2 separate regions of the Oryctolagus cuniculus genome follow, and region 2 is linked to region 1. The links are chromatin contacts, called in public Micro-C maps. All regions are on one chromosome and are shown on one strand. The core of a region is the stretch at or near the end of the contact, and the rest is flanking DNA. Distances in the headings are between cores, read along the strand shown.

Evidence for each region. A called contact is a pair of places that touch in the nucleus more often than the background predicts.
Region 2: a contact with region 1 is called in a Micro-C map of ear pinna, with 4 times the contacts expected there. The contact joins the promoter of ASH2L here to the promoter of BRF2 in region 1. A contact is called at or near these places in 3 of 6 Hi-C or Micro-C datasets (ear pinna, psoas muscle and an unstated tissue).

What each region holds. Positions count from the first base shown.
Region 1 is chr2:87,699,592-87,706,443 of mOryCun1.1, reverse strand. BRF2 (BRF2 general transcription factor IIIB subunit) reads left to right here and starts at 5,149. Exons shown (of 4, transcript XM_002720786.5): 1 at 5,149-5,404; 2 at 6,400-6,459. The coding sequence starts at 5,251.
Region 2 is chr2:87,842,484-87,849,419 of mOryCun1.1, reverse strand. ASH2L (ASH2 like, histone lysine methyltransferase complex subunit) reads right to left here and starts at 1,271. Exons shown (of 17, transcript XM_051832371.2): 1 at 886-1,271; 2 at 320-386; 3 at 54-196. The coding sequence starts at 1,073. It overlaps LOC127487276 (a long non-coding RNA gene), which reads left to right and starts at 1,258. Exons shown (of 2, transcript XR_011386367.1): 1 at 1,258-1,496; 2 at 4,520-6,195. It overlaps LOC138848511 (a long non-coding RNA gene), which reads right to left. Exons shown (of 2, transcript XR_011386368.1): 2 at 6,287-6,936.

The DNA.
Region 1 (6,852 bases), core at 3,900-6,399:
GGGTCCAACAGCAAGGGCAGGAAGCCACGGTCTGCCTCCAGCCTGCCAGCCAGGAGTGATCCGCACCCTTTTTTTTTTTTTAAATGTATACAGCCAAATCGTATTGCATGACACCTGAGACTTGCATGGGCCCAATAGCTTTCTGTAACACGGCCATGCTCGCGAGTGTATGTAACCTTCGCTAGCTGATTTCACGTTACAGACCCGAATCTGTGGCACACTAGTCCTTACTGGCCTCAGAATTCCCAGGGAGAGGTAGCTGACTTTTATCAGAAGGAGTTCGCCAACCTGCGGCCCAGGACCATACTGGGGGTGCAGGAGACAGCGTCTGCAATTCTCTCGGCGTCGTGGGGGATGGGGCGGGCGGGGAGAAGGGAGCCCCCCAACCCAGTCCCCTCTGAGGACCCTCACGGTGGCCAGGCAGGCCACAGGAGGTAAGGTGACCTGTGCAGCCCCCACTCGCCGAGCGCCTTCTGAGAGTTCCCAGGTGCCTTTGCTCTCAGCCTGGGGCGAGGGGTGGGGGTATGCGGGGATGGTAAACGCAGAAGGGAAACTGAGGCAGTCCTGGCCCAGTGCAGGAGAAGCAGCTTCTGCTGAGGAGCTGAGGTTCTGCCCAGGCTGCGAGGCCCGAGTCCTGTGCCAGCCGGTCCTCGGGGCCCCGGGGGGCACCTGGCGCAGGGTCACAAAGCTTCAGTCTCCGGAGCAGAGAGGAGGCCCCCGACTGTCACTGATGCACCTGCTCTGCCCGCCTGGGACGGCTACTGGCAGGAGCTCTCTGCAGAGTGCCCCCCCTCCCTGTGGGAGGGGCTGCCAGGACCCCAAGGGGCCTCCATCCGAGGGCACAGGAGAGGCAAACCAAGCCCAGCAAGGTGCTCATCTAGCCGGGGGAGCTTGCGCTAGGGGAGCTGCCTGCAGGCCTGCCCCGGGCTCCCCTCCACGTCAGCATCACACAGGCGCTGCCTTCCCCAGGAGCTTCCCACCCCAACGCAGTCCCTCTGGGCGCTCGGCATCACGGCGGCAGCAACAGTCAGAAGCGTCTGTAACGGTGGAAGAGGCCCTGAGGACAGCGGGTCTGTAGCGGTGGAAGAGGCCCTGAGGACAGCGGGTCTGTCCTGGAGCACGGCAAACTCCCACGGCAGCAGATTCCTTCCTGAGTGAGTGGAGAGCGCCACCTTCTGGCAGGCTCCCGCCCTGCTTGTGCCCCGCCTGCCCGGGGCTGAGGACAAGGCTCTTCCTGAACCAGTGCTTTCCGTACAGGGTGTGCGGGAGACTTGGAAAAGAGAACCACTCTTCTGCCCTTTAACCTGGGTGCAGACCATAAAGCCACCCTCCCACCTCAAGTGAGCAATGTTGAGGAAAGCGGAATCGAAACCCCACTTTTTTTTTTTTTGAAAGGTAGAGTTAGAGAGAGAGAGAGACAGAGAGAAAGGTCTTCCTTCCGTTGGTTCACCCCCCAAATGGCTGCTACGGCTGGCGCTGGGCCGATCCGAAGCCAGGAGCCAGGTGCTTCTCCTGGTCTCCCATGGGGTGCAGGGCCCAAGCACCTGGGCCATCCTCCACTGCACTCCCTGGCCACAGCAGAGAGCTGGACTGGAAGAGGAGCAACCGGGACAGAATCCGGCACCTCAACCAGGACTAGAACCCGGAGTGCCAGCGCCGCAAGGCGGAGGATTAGCCTAGTGAGCCGTGGCGCTGGCCGAAATCCTACTTAAAAAGTTTTTTTTAAAAAAAATTTGAGAGGTGAACAGAGACAAAGTTCCAAAGCCAGGAACCTGGAATTCCATCTGGGTCTCCCACATGGGTGCAGGGCCCCAAGCACTTGGGCCATCTGCCTCTGCTTTCCCTGAGCTCATTAGCAGGGAGCTGGACCGGAAGTGGAGCAGCTGGGACTCGAACTGGCGCCCCTATGGGATGCTGGCACTATAGGCAGTGGCTTTACTTGCTATGCCATGGTATTGGCCCCAATCTATTGCTCTTCTAAAGGAAGCAATTGCGGGGAGCAGGCTCTCGATGCAGTGGCTAAGGATGCCCACATCCCATGTGAGAGTGCTGGGGTGCAAGTCTCCTGGCCCCACTCCCCATTCCAGCTTCCTGCTAATGCACACCCTGGGAGGCAGCAGGTGAGGGCTCAAGCACCTGGGTCTCTGCCCCCTGCATGGGAGATCTGAACCAAGTTCTCAGCTCCCAGCTGTGGCCTGATCCAGCCCTCGGCATTGCAGGCATTTGGGTCGTGAACAGCAGATGGGAGATCTACCTGTGTATTTCTTTCAAATACATTTTAAAACTAAACAAAAAAAAAATTAAAAGACAAAACAAAAAAGGACAAAGAAAGCAGCTTTAACCTGCATCTTATTCCTCAAGGAGAGACTTGGTCAAGGGGCTGAGCAGACATCTTTATTATCCCTCAAGTCTGCACGAGACCTATGCATTTCCTGTTCTCATAGTACTGTCTACCCCACTCTGCATGCTAGAACGTCTGCAAATGCCAGGGGCCTGTCTGCAGCTCCCCCTGTCGGCTGAGAGATGGAACTCCACCCCGTGTTCCCCACGCACCAGGACTCTGCTGCTCTCTGGGACTTCCTCTGGCTGGCTAGTTGGTTCAACATTCTTGTTTTTCACATACAACAGATCATACAACTCTCAAGTACAAACATAGCTATTTGTAATGAGTGATATTAGACTTACGAGAACATATACTCTTGGGGCAGGTGCCTAAGCCTGGTGGTTAAGACATTGGTTAGGATGCCTGCGTTGTGCCTCGATTTGAGTCCTGGCTGTGGCCCCCGACTCCAGCTTCCTGCTAATGCAAATCCTGCAGGACAGAGTGATGACTCAGTAATCGGGTTCCTGCCACCCACATGGGGGATCTGGATTGAGTTTCTGCCTTCCGGCTTCTGACAGGCCCAGCCCCTGCAGTTGTGGGCATTTGGGAACTGAACCAGGGGATGGGGGCACTCTTCCTCCCCACCCTTCACCTCTCAAAAACTAAAAATCACATACAAAGAACATATAGGGATTGCACTGTGGCTTACACTGCTACTTGGGCTCCGCATCCCATTTGGGAGTTGTCGCCTAGGATTGAGTCCCGCCTCGCCTTCCAATCCAGCTTCCTGCTGATGCACCTGGGAAACAGCAGAAAATGACGCAGGTACTGGGATTCCTGCCATCCATGGGGAGATCTGGATGGAGTTCCCGGCTCCTGACTTCAGTCTGGCCCATTCCTGGCTACTGTAGACATTTGGGAAGTGATCCAGCAGATGAAAGATCTCTCTCTCTCTCTCTCTCTCTCTCTCTCTCTCTCTCCCCCCTCCTCCTCCTCTGTGAGTGTGTCATTGTCATATGCCTTTCAAATAAATTTTTAAAAACCTGTTTTTAGCTCATATTCAAACATAATATATAATCTGTCTTATCCCATTTGTGCTGCTGCTACAACAGAGCAGGTACCTTGTGAAGAACAGACATTTATTTTCTCATAATTCCAGAGACGAGGAAACCCAAGGTCAAGGCACCCACCCTCTGATGAGAGCTGCTCTCTGCTTCCAAAATGCACTCTTGAAGGCTGCATCCCGCTAGGGGCCGACACTGCCCCCACGTGGCAGAAGGTGGAAGAGCTAAAGGACCAAACCCAGCTTGCAAGTTTGGCTCAATTCCCAGGGTCAGGGCCCACATAACCCAAACCCTTCTCCCAAGGCAGCCCCCCTCCACACACACTGCTGCACTGGGGGTTGTTTCCCCAACACATGAATTCTGGGGAACACAGTCAGACCGCGGCACCAGATTTCTAAGGTTGGTTTTGGTTAATGTCACCGCTAGAGGTGAGATTTCTTGGAACTGGTTTGAACTAGACCATAGCAGACTAGGAGCTTCAGAGCCAGAATCCTGGAGCATCTTAAGGCTCAAGGTTGGGCCGGGGCTGTGGCGTAGCGGGTAAAGCTGCCGCCTGCAGTGCCAGCATCCCTTATCGATGCTGGTTCAAGACCCGTCTTCTCCACTTCTGATCCAGCTCTCTGCTATGGCCCGGGAAAGCAGTAGAAGATGTCCCAAGTCCTTGGGCCCCTGAACCCACATGGGAGACCTGGAAGAAGCTCCAGCTGTTGCAGCCAATTGGGGAGTGAACCAGCAGATGGAAGACCTCTCTCTCTCTCTCTGCCTCTCCTTCTCTCTGTGTAACTCTGACTTTCAAATAAATAAATCTTTAAAAAAAAAAAAAAAGCCCAAGGCTTTAAAATCTCCTGAGTCTGCGTATGCCCTTGAGTCTATCAAAAACCTCACCACTCCACGTTCTTTCACTCCAAATTCTGGCAGAAATTCCTTCTCTGGCTTTCCCAAAGCATTGGAGTTTGCCCCTGGATTTTAACTCAATGTCCTCATTTTTTTCTTTTATATTTATTTTTTATTTATTTGACAGGCAGAGTTAGGGGGCAGCAGGGAGAGAGAGAGAGATTGAGAGAGAAGGAATCTTCTATCTGCTGGTTCTCTCTCTAAATAGCTGCAACGGCCAGAGCTGGGCCAGGTGAGCATCTTCCGGGTCTCCCAGGTGGGTGCAGGGGCCCAGGCACTTGAACTATCTTCTGCTGCTTTCCCAGGTGCATTAGAAGGGAGCTGGATCAAAGGTGGAGCAGCTGGGACTTGAACTGGTGCCCATATGGGATACCGGCACTGCAGGCGGAGGATTAGCCCGCTGTGTCACAGCAATGGCCCCTCAACGGCCCTCATTTTACAGTTGGGTAAAGGACACTCACACTTCCTTGGGAAGCAGCCCGGGAAAGTAGAATAGCATGTCCTGCTTTCCTGCTACGTAATTTTTCCTTTTAGAGATAGACTTTATACTACAGCCAAAATCAACGGAAAAAGAAGTGGGGAATCCGCGAGTCCCCTAGCGCTTAAGCGCGAGGGTTGTTGGGGATGACAAAAATTTTTAGTCTGTTGTACTTGTCCATAAAGGCAGAATGTTCATCCAAATTCAACGCCACCAGTCTGATCCACATCAAACTACGTTGAGGACCGGAGCAGTTTAGTCCAGGATCCTTCTCTCCTAGCTCATGTTCCTATCGGAGTCTAGACAGGCACAGACCGGAAGTGACTCTCAGTCGCGGGGCGGGGCCGGAGCGAAGTACCTATCCCGGCGGCTCTTTGGCCGGAAGAGGAAGGTGCAGCTGTTAAAAGGGTCCCCTTCCAGTTCCAGCCGCGCTGTGGTTGTCGCTGGCTCTCGAGGCGGCGGCGGCGCCAGTTGCGGCGGCGTGTTGTGAGATGCCGGGCGGAGGCCGCTGTCCCGAGTGCGGCTCGGCTGAGCTTGTGGAAGACTCGCACTATTCGCAGAGCCAGCTGGTGTGTTCCGACTGTGGCTGCGTGGTCACTGAGGGGACCCTTACCACCACCTACAGCGACGAGGGCCACCTCCGAGGTACCTGTGCGGGTCCTTGCCTGGGGTCGATGGGGTAGGGGGGGATAGCGCGCGTTCCCTAGCTCCGCGCTCCTTGTCCCGCGCAGCCCTGAATACGGGAGCAGACGGGCTTCTGCAGGCGGCCAGGGACTCCCATTCGCGGGTTCCCCACGCACCCAGGTTCGTCCTGGGTACAAGGAACGTTGAATAAACGAAACAGAAACCAGTTCCGCTCGACCTGCCCGGTCTGGTCGTGGTGGACGGTCGTGGGTCAGTTCCTTGCAACTATAGCACGTTAGGGTTAGGGTTAGGGTTACGGTTTGTTTAACCGAAGAGCTTTTCATTGGCACAAATACTCCCTCTTTTTTTTTTTTTTTTCCCCTCCCTTTGCATTGCTTTTCAAATCCCTGACTAGTCCAAAATCCAAAAATCCGCAGCCAGGAAAATTGCTTGGGTTGGGTGTAAAAGAGAGAGACTGAAAAGCTGGTGCTCTTTAGAGAGACTGCTGTGGTACCAGCCTTCCTCGAACTCCGTATCTGAGACTGCTGTGGACGGATTGCGGGCAGGGCAGGGCAGGGCAGGGCAGGGGTGGAGAGAGCTGGGCTTGTGTCCCAGTGGGCTAAGCTGCTGCGTGGGACACCTGCAGCCTGTCCCAGTCCCAGCGACCTACTCTGCATCAGATCCAGCTCCCTGCGAATGCTGCCTGGATGATGGCTCCCGTGCCCGGTCCCTGCTGCTCCTGGGGGAGACCCAGGTGGAGTTCCAGGCTCCTGACCTTAGTCTGGCCCGGCCCTGGCTTGGTGGGCATTTGGGGAGCGAACCGGCAGAGGGACGATCTCTCTCTGTCTCTTTCCGTCTTTGTCTCTGTGCCTTCCAAGTAGATGAAAATAAAATCAAAGCTAAGTTTCAGAGCTGCTCGGAGACTGGAATTCTGCCCCTGGCCCTGGTGTGGGTGCGGGAGCGGGGCTGTGATGCGGGAGGGCTGAGCGTGTTGTTTCTTGTCCGTGATCTTGCAGAAGTCACGTATTCTCGGAGCACAGGGGAAAGCGAGCAGGCGAGCCGCAGCCAGCAGCGAGGTGAGAGTCAACCTTCTACGGCGCAGTGGCTGTCACGGGAGCTGCCCCGTGGGCCCCACCGGCGGCCTTCCTCTCCTGTTTTCAGCATCACTCGTGTCGGGTAGAGTAGAATGGTGGGTGATGAGCAAGGCCGGAGACGGCTCCGAGAGTGGCAGCGCGTCCGTCTAAGTGTTGGGTCTGCTCAGCATGTTCGAGGTTGCCTCGAGGAGCCTGGATCAAACCAGCCTTCAAACGGCAGTGGGCTGAAGTGTGACTTCTTGCCACCGAGGTGTTTGCGCCTTTAGAATGACTACAGGGGGGCCGGCGTTGTGGCGTAGCGTGTTAAACTGCCTCCTGTGACACCAGCATCCCGTATGGGTGCCAGTTTGAATCCTGGCTGCTCCGCTTCTGAGC
Region 2 (6,936 bases), core at 22-2,521, 150 kb before region 1:
ATTCACTCTACAGAGATTCTTACAAGACGACAAAATAAAGAGAGAGCACTCACGAAGTGTCGATGCCGAAGGTCTCCGCCGTGAACCATTTCGTACAGATGCCACACTGCAGCTCCACTTCCCCCAGCTGCCGGCAGTTCTCGTCCACCGAGCCCGCCTGCACGTCCATCACCTCCGACGTGTCCCCGGCGCCGTCCTGTGCCCACAGAGCAAGCCGAGAACCAAAGTGGCGCACTTGGCTGTGCTGCTGCCGCCTCCCTTAACATTCTTAAAGACAAATCCTACTCTGCCGGCAGACATCCAAAAGAGAAATACTTACTAGTGTATCCTTCCCATTCGCGGATTCCGTCTCTAAACCGCCGCTTATATCCGCCAAGCTGGCATCCCTGAGACAACGAAGACACACAAGCAAGGCTTTTCAGGGCAGACAGACCTCACACAAAACAACCAATGCACGGAGCGCCGCCTCAGCTTTTTCTGCCGGGCCACGGTCTGGGCACCATGGACCGGGTGGGTGTCCAAGGAGACCGCGAGCCCGCGGCAGCGGGGACGCCTCCGGGCCCCGGCGCTCAGGTCTAGCGCCGGACCTGGAAGAGGTGCACAGGACGCAGCGCCCCGGTGCTCAGAGGGGCCGCTCCTTCTCCCAGGGTGGCGCCCGAGACTCCTGCTACCGAGAGCGACGTGCAAGCCTCCTCCCGAGGCGCCAGCACCTTGGCCCTCGCGCGGCCTCGGACGCGGTCGGAGGAGGCAGGACGAGCCGGGCCGTTGGCCGCAGGCCTAGGTTCGGTTCGGAGGGGCGGGCGGGAGCGAGCCCGGGAGCCGCGGGATTCTAAGGGGGGCGGGCCTCCCCTCGCGCGTCCTCCCCGGGGCCGCGGGACGCCTTACCCACTCTCAGCTTCTCCCGAGCTGGGCTCCGCCGCGGGGGCAGCAGACGTCCCCTCTCCAGCCGGGGCGGCTGCTACTGGTGCCGCCGGCTTCGTCTCTCCGTCTTCTGCAGCTGCTGCATTTGCAGCCGCTCCCGGGCCGGGCCCGGCACCTGCTCCCGGGCTGGGTCCAGTTCCCGCCGCCGCCATGCCTGCCGCCTTCCGGACTTCTCGCGAGAACACACCCTCCGTCTCGCGCAAGTTGCGGCCTGGCGCCGTAGTCTTCAAACGGCCAAGGCCCGGGGTGGGGCCTCCGCCTGTCTGAGGAGTACGCGCTCGGGGCCCGCCCGCTTTAAGGCCGGGAGGGCGGGGCTGCGGTGACCGCCGGTGGCGCCCGGTGAGGGCGGAGCGGGCTTGACTGTCAGTTACTTCTCCGCGTCGGGAACGGACGCTGCGCGTTTCTGTGGCTGAGAGTGGCAGTCACGGCGCGGACGAAGGGCCGTGGCCGCGCTCCCCGGCCCCCGACATGTGGGGAACGTCTTCCAGAGAGACCGGTGCTCGCTGCGCCCCTGTTGGGTCGGCTGCCGGCGAGCGCGTTTACAAGGTCCGCAGAGGTGAACGCACGCCGCGCAAGTGAGGACGGGCGGGGGCGTGGCCAAGAAAAAGCCGGGGAGGGGGAGGGGTGGGGGGAGAGGGGTAGGAGGAGGAGGGGGAAGGAGGAAGGAGGAGGGGGAGGAAGGAAAGGATGAGGAAGGGGAGGGGTTGGGGGGAGAGTTGGAGGAGGGGTGGGGGGAAGGAGGAGGGGGAGGAAGGAAAGGATGAGGAAGGGGAGGAGGGAAGGAGGGGGAAGGAGGGAGGAGGGGTGGGGGGAGGGAGAGGGAGGGGAAGCTTGGGATAGGGATGCCAAGGGCCAGGGCTGACAGCGAGCGCAGGTGCACAGTAGCTGGTCGCTGCGTAGCTACGGGCTCAGGACTCCGGAACCCACACCCGTGGGACCGCTGGGCCAGGACGGGTCCCCCGGAGATCGAGCCCGTTTCCTGAAGAGTGGCCCACGGATGCACCCACAGGTCTGCTGCAGCCCGCGTCCGAGGTCACTTGGAATGTGAGTCTCCAGGGCTGCAGACACAACCCTTCGAAAGGCCCGGCTATTTTGATCCCCTCCCCTCCCCTCCGCTCCTGTTTGAAAGGCTGGGTGAGAGAGAGGGGAGTCGATGCATCTTCTCTCCGCTGGGTCACTCCCCAGCCGCCCCGGTCCCGGGTCCTTTGACAGACTTAAAGGAAAGCTCAGTGAGTTACCAGCTGGTGATTTGAAAGCCTGGTAGTGATGAATGTTGATCCCTGAAGAAGAGACAGGATGCTTGCACAGGCCAGCTCCCCCACAGTATTAACTGCAGTGGTGGTTTCAACTTGCTCATCAGGGAGTCTGGGCTACACTTACTGGTTTGCTTCTGGTAAACAAGGTTTTGTAGCAGGTCGTGGACTAGGACTGGGCCCCTGCAACAGGACCCGGCCGATTAGCAGGTTGCCGGATTCCCTCTAGCTCTGACCAATTAAGTAGTTAAATCATAACCGATTGGGCCGGCGCTGTGGCACACTGGGTTAAAGCCCTGGCCTGAAGCGCCGGCATCCCATATGGACGCCGGTTTGAGTCCTGGCTGCTCCTCTTCTGATCCAGCTCTCTGCTATGGCCTAGGCTAAAATAGCCCAGTTCTTGGGCCCTTGCACCTGTGTGGGAGTCTCAGAAGATGCTCCTGGCTCCTGGCTTCAGATCGGCACAGCTCTGGCCATTGCGGCCATCTGGGGAGTGAACCAGCGGATGTAAGACCTCTCTCTCTCTCTCTGTCTCTACCTCTCTCTCTGTCTTTCAAATAAATAAATCTTCTAAAAAAATTATAATCGATTGATTGACTAGGCTGAAGCCAGCTAAGGTGTTTTTTATGCCTCACTTCCATCTTGAATGAGGGCTGTCATCACATTGTGGGTTGGAGGTCTCAGAACCAGCTCTTGTTCTGCACATAAAGTCTGTAAACTCTGTGTGACATAATTCCCTGAAGAATTTCACTTTCTAATGTGTATTCAAGAGGCTCTGGCAAAGATCTTCCCATCCTGTTGGAAGCCACCGCTCGCCTGGCTCCTAGCTTTCTTCTGCTTTCCTACCTGCTGGACTGCCCGCCTGCTCCGCCTCACGTCCATATCCGTTACATCAGAGCCCACGTAAAGTCACTGTCTCTCCTGCAAAAGCTTTTGCTTCACGCAGTTTTCGTGCCGGCACGTGGGATCCGGCGGTCCTCAGTTACAAACTAAAATGGCTTCTTGTGGACCCACAGGGCCCACAATCCCATTTGGCCATTCAGGGAGTGGACTGTGGGGGTCAATCTCTTTCTCTTCCTCTCTTTTATGCTGCCTTTCAAATCAATCTTTTTAAAGACTTATTTATTTGAAAGGCAGAGTTAGATACAGAGAGGTCTTCCATCCGCTGTTTCACTCCCACAGATGGCTGCAATGGCCAGAGCTGGGCCACGCTGAAGCCAGGAACCAGGAGCTTCATCTGGGTCTCTATGTGGGTGCAGGGTCCCGAGCACGCAGGCCATCTTCTGCTGCCAGGCAGGCACCTTAGCAGGGAGCCAGGTCAGACGTAGAGCAGCCAGGATCAGAGCCCATCTGGGATCTGGTATCTCAGATAGAGCTTAATCTGCACCACAACATTGACCCTAATAAAGTAAATCTAAAAAACATGTTCGAAAGCAAACCAATGCCCCACTCCGTGGTCAGTTTGTTTTTTGCCTATCTACATATTTTTTAAAGATTTAGTTATTTATTTGAAAGGCAGATTTACAGAGATGCAAAAGAGAGAGAGAGAGAGAAGCCTTCTAGGGCCAGTGCTGTGGTGCAGTGGGTTAATGCCCTGGCCTGAAGCGCCGGCATCCCATATGGGCGCAGGTTCAAGACCTGGCTGCTCCACTTCCGATCCAGTCTCTGCTATGGCCTGGGAAAGCAGTGGAAGGTGGCCCAAACCCTTGGGCCCCTGCACCCACGTGGGAGACCCAGAAGAAGCTCTTGGCTCCTGGGTTTGGATTGGCACAGCTCCGGTCATTGCGGCCATCTGGGGAGTGAACCATAGGATGAAAGGCCACTCTCTCTCTTTCTCTCTGCCTCTCATCTCTTTGTGTAACTCTGACTTTCAAATAAATAAAAATAAATATTTAAATAAAAACCATCACTCTCATTTAAAAAAAGAAAGAGGAGCCTTCCATCTGCTGATTCACTCCCCAAATGGCTGCAACAGCAAGAGTTGCACCGATCTGAAGCCAGGATCCAGGAGGCCCTCCTGGGTTCCCACACGGGTGCAGGGGCCCAAGGAGCTGGGCCATCTTCTACTGCTTTCCCAGGCCATAGCAGAGCTGGATTGGAAGAGGAGCATCCAGGACTCGAACTGGTGCCCATATGGGATGCTGGCACTTCAGGCAGCCGCTTTACCCACTACACCACAGCACTGTCCTGCCTCTATTTCTTTTCTTGAGCTATCTTCTCTGCCTTGAACAACAAATTTTTTTTTTTTTAAAAGAAGGCAAAACAGTATTATAGCTGCTGTCTCATCCCATAGGATTTAATTATTTTGGATGAAGTTAATAAATGTAAAAAACAATTTTTTTTAGCTGATGGATCTACTTGAGAAGAATAAAAGGAGCATTAAAAACACCCCCGCAGCAGGTGTTTAGGCCAGCATGGTCCCACCCTGGAGTGCTGGCCAGCTGACAAGTTGGGATCAGCAACGCTGTCGTGCTGATCCTGTGCCTCTGCCTGGGAGAGCTCGTCCTCATCCTCGGAGGACAGCAAGGAAGCTGCCGCACTCCAGGTGAAGAATCAAGATCTAGAGTGCACAGGAGGCAGAAGAGTTGTGGGTCGAAGGCCCTGGTGGAGATGAATGGGACATCCTGTTAACAGTCACTCCTGATTGAATGGCATTGCCAGCTAGCTCTCAGCCATAGCAGAGTGGTGACGCCATGCGGTTCCTCTGGGGTTTGAGGTCCCCCAGCCTCGGGCTGGAGGAGTGGAGGTGCCAGAGCACACGCTGCAAGGTGCTCCCACAGAAAACTCTCCCCCGCCAGGGGATGCGACGGCCCCTCCCATTGCCGAAGGTTGATCTGCTTCAGCTGTCATCTTGGAGAAAAGGGGGAAGAAGTCGTGCTGCATCCCCCCCCCCCCCAGTCAGATTAGTGTAATCGGTGAGTGAATCCAGAGTGTGGCAAAGTTCATCAGGCCTGAAGGGCATTTGATTAAGGAGCTGACCTTGGGGGTCACCTTTTTTTTTTTTTTTATTTGACAGGCAGAGTGGACAGTGAGAGAGAGAGACAGAGAGAAAGGTCTTCCTTCCGTTGGTTCACCCCCAAAATGGCTGCTATGGCCAGCGCACTGTGCCGATTCAAAGCCAGGTGCTTCTTCTGGTCTCCCATGCGGGTGCAGGGCCCAAGCACTTGGGCCATCCTCTACTGCCTTCCCAGGCCACAGCAGAGAACTGGACTGGAAGGGGAGCAAACAGGACAGAATCCAGAGCCCCGACTGGGACTAGAACCTGGGGTGCCCACGCCACAGGCGGAGGGTTAGCCAGGTGAGCCGCGGCGCCGGCCAGGGATCACCTTTGTGATGCTGTGGGTAAAGAAAGCCACTAACAGCGCACATGTGGGCACCTGTTCATGCCGCAGTTGCTCCACTTCCCATCTAGCTCCCTGCTAAGGGCCTAGGAAAAGCAGTGGAAGGTGGCCAGAGTGTTTGGGCTCCTGCCACCCACGTGGGAGACCCGGATGGAGCTCCTGGCTCCTGGCTTTGGCCTGGCTCAGCCCTGGCTGCTACGGACATCTGGGCGAGTGAGCCAGCAGATGGAAGATCTGTCTCTCATCTCCTTCTGTAACTCTTACAAATAAATAAATCCTAAAAAAAAAAAATAAAATAAAAAAATAAAGTTAACCATATACTTTTTCCAAATCACCAAGAATAAATTTCAAATGTTCTCACTGGGGGTTGGTGCTGTGGTGTAGCGGGTAAAACTGCAACCTACAGTGTCAGCATCCCATATGGGCGCCGGTTTGAGTCCCAGCTGCCCCATTTCCGATCCAGCTCTCTGCTATGGCCTGGGAAAGCAGTAGAAGATGGCCCAAGTCTTTGGCCCCTGCACCCACGTGGGTGACCGGGAAGAAGCACCCGGCTCCTGGCTTTGGATCGGCGCAGCTCTGGCTGTTGCGGCCATCTGGGGAGTGAATCAGCAGATGGAAGACCTCTCTCTGCCTCTCTGTAACTCTGCCTTTCAAATAAAATAAATAAATCTAAAAAAAAATTCTTCTCTCTGTCTGTCTCTCTGTCTACTCTGCCTGTCAAAAAAAAAAGTTCTTAATTGCAAAAAAAAAAAAAATCAGCATTTGAGGTGATACGTTAATTGGGTTGATTTAATCAGTTTCTATTGTATGCATAGAACATCACTATACTGTATAAACATATACAATTGTACTTTGACAGTTTACAATAAAAAATTACACAGATTGTTATAGTGTTTGGGTGTCAGTGCCACTGTGGACACTGGAGCTTCCTCACGTGCCGTGCATGCCGTTGTTGGAGTGAAGAGGCCTGGCTCAGGGTCTGGAAGGTCTCAGAAGCTGCAGCGGGCCCAGGACCTGGGGACCACCTGAGCGGCTGCCATGTCCATGTCCTTGATGCAATCAGAACCTCCCCTCAGCGGCCAAGGAAGAAGTTTCCAACAGCTCCCTGCGCTGATGCCCTTTGCATTCTCATGTTAGGGAGGAGCGAGCAGGAAAAGGGTCCAATGCAACCGTGGAATCTTGTTTTAGAAAAAACCCAGCAAGGAGCCGACGCTGTGGCTCACTAGGCTAATCTTCCGCCTAGCGGCACTGGCACACCGGGTTCTAGTCCTGGTCGGGGCGCCGGATTCTGTCCCGGTTGCCCCTCTTCCAGGCCAGCTCTCTGCTGTGGCCCGGGAGTGCAGTGGAGGATGGCCCAAGTGCTTGGGCCCTGCACCCCATGGGAGACCAGGAGAAGCACCTGGCTCCTGGCTCCTGCCTTC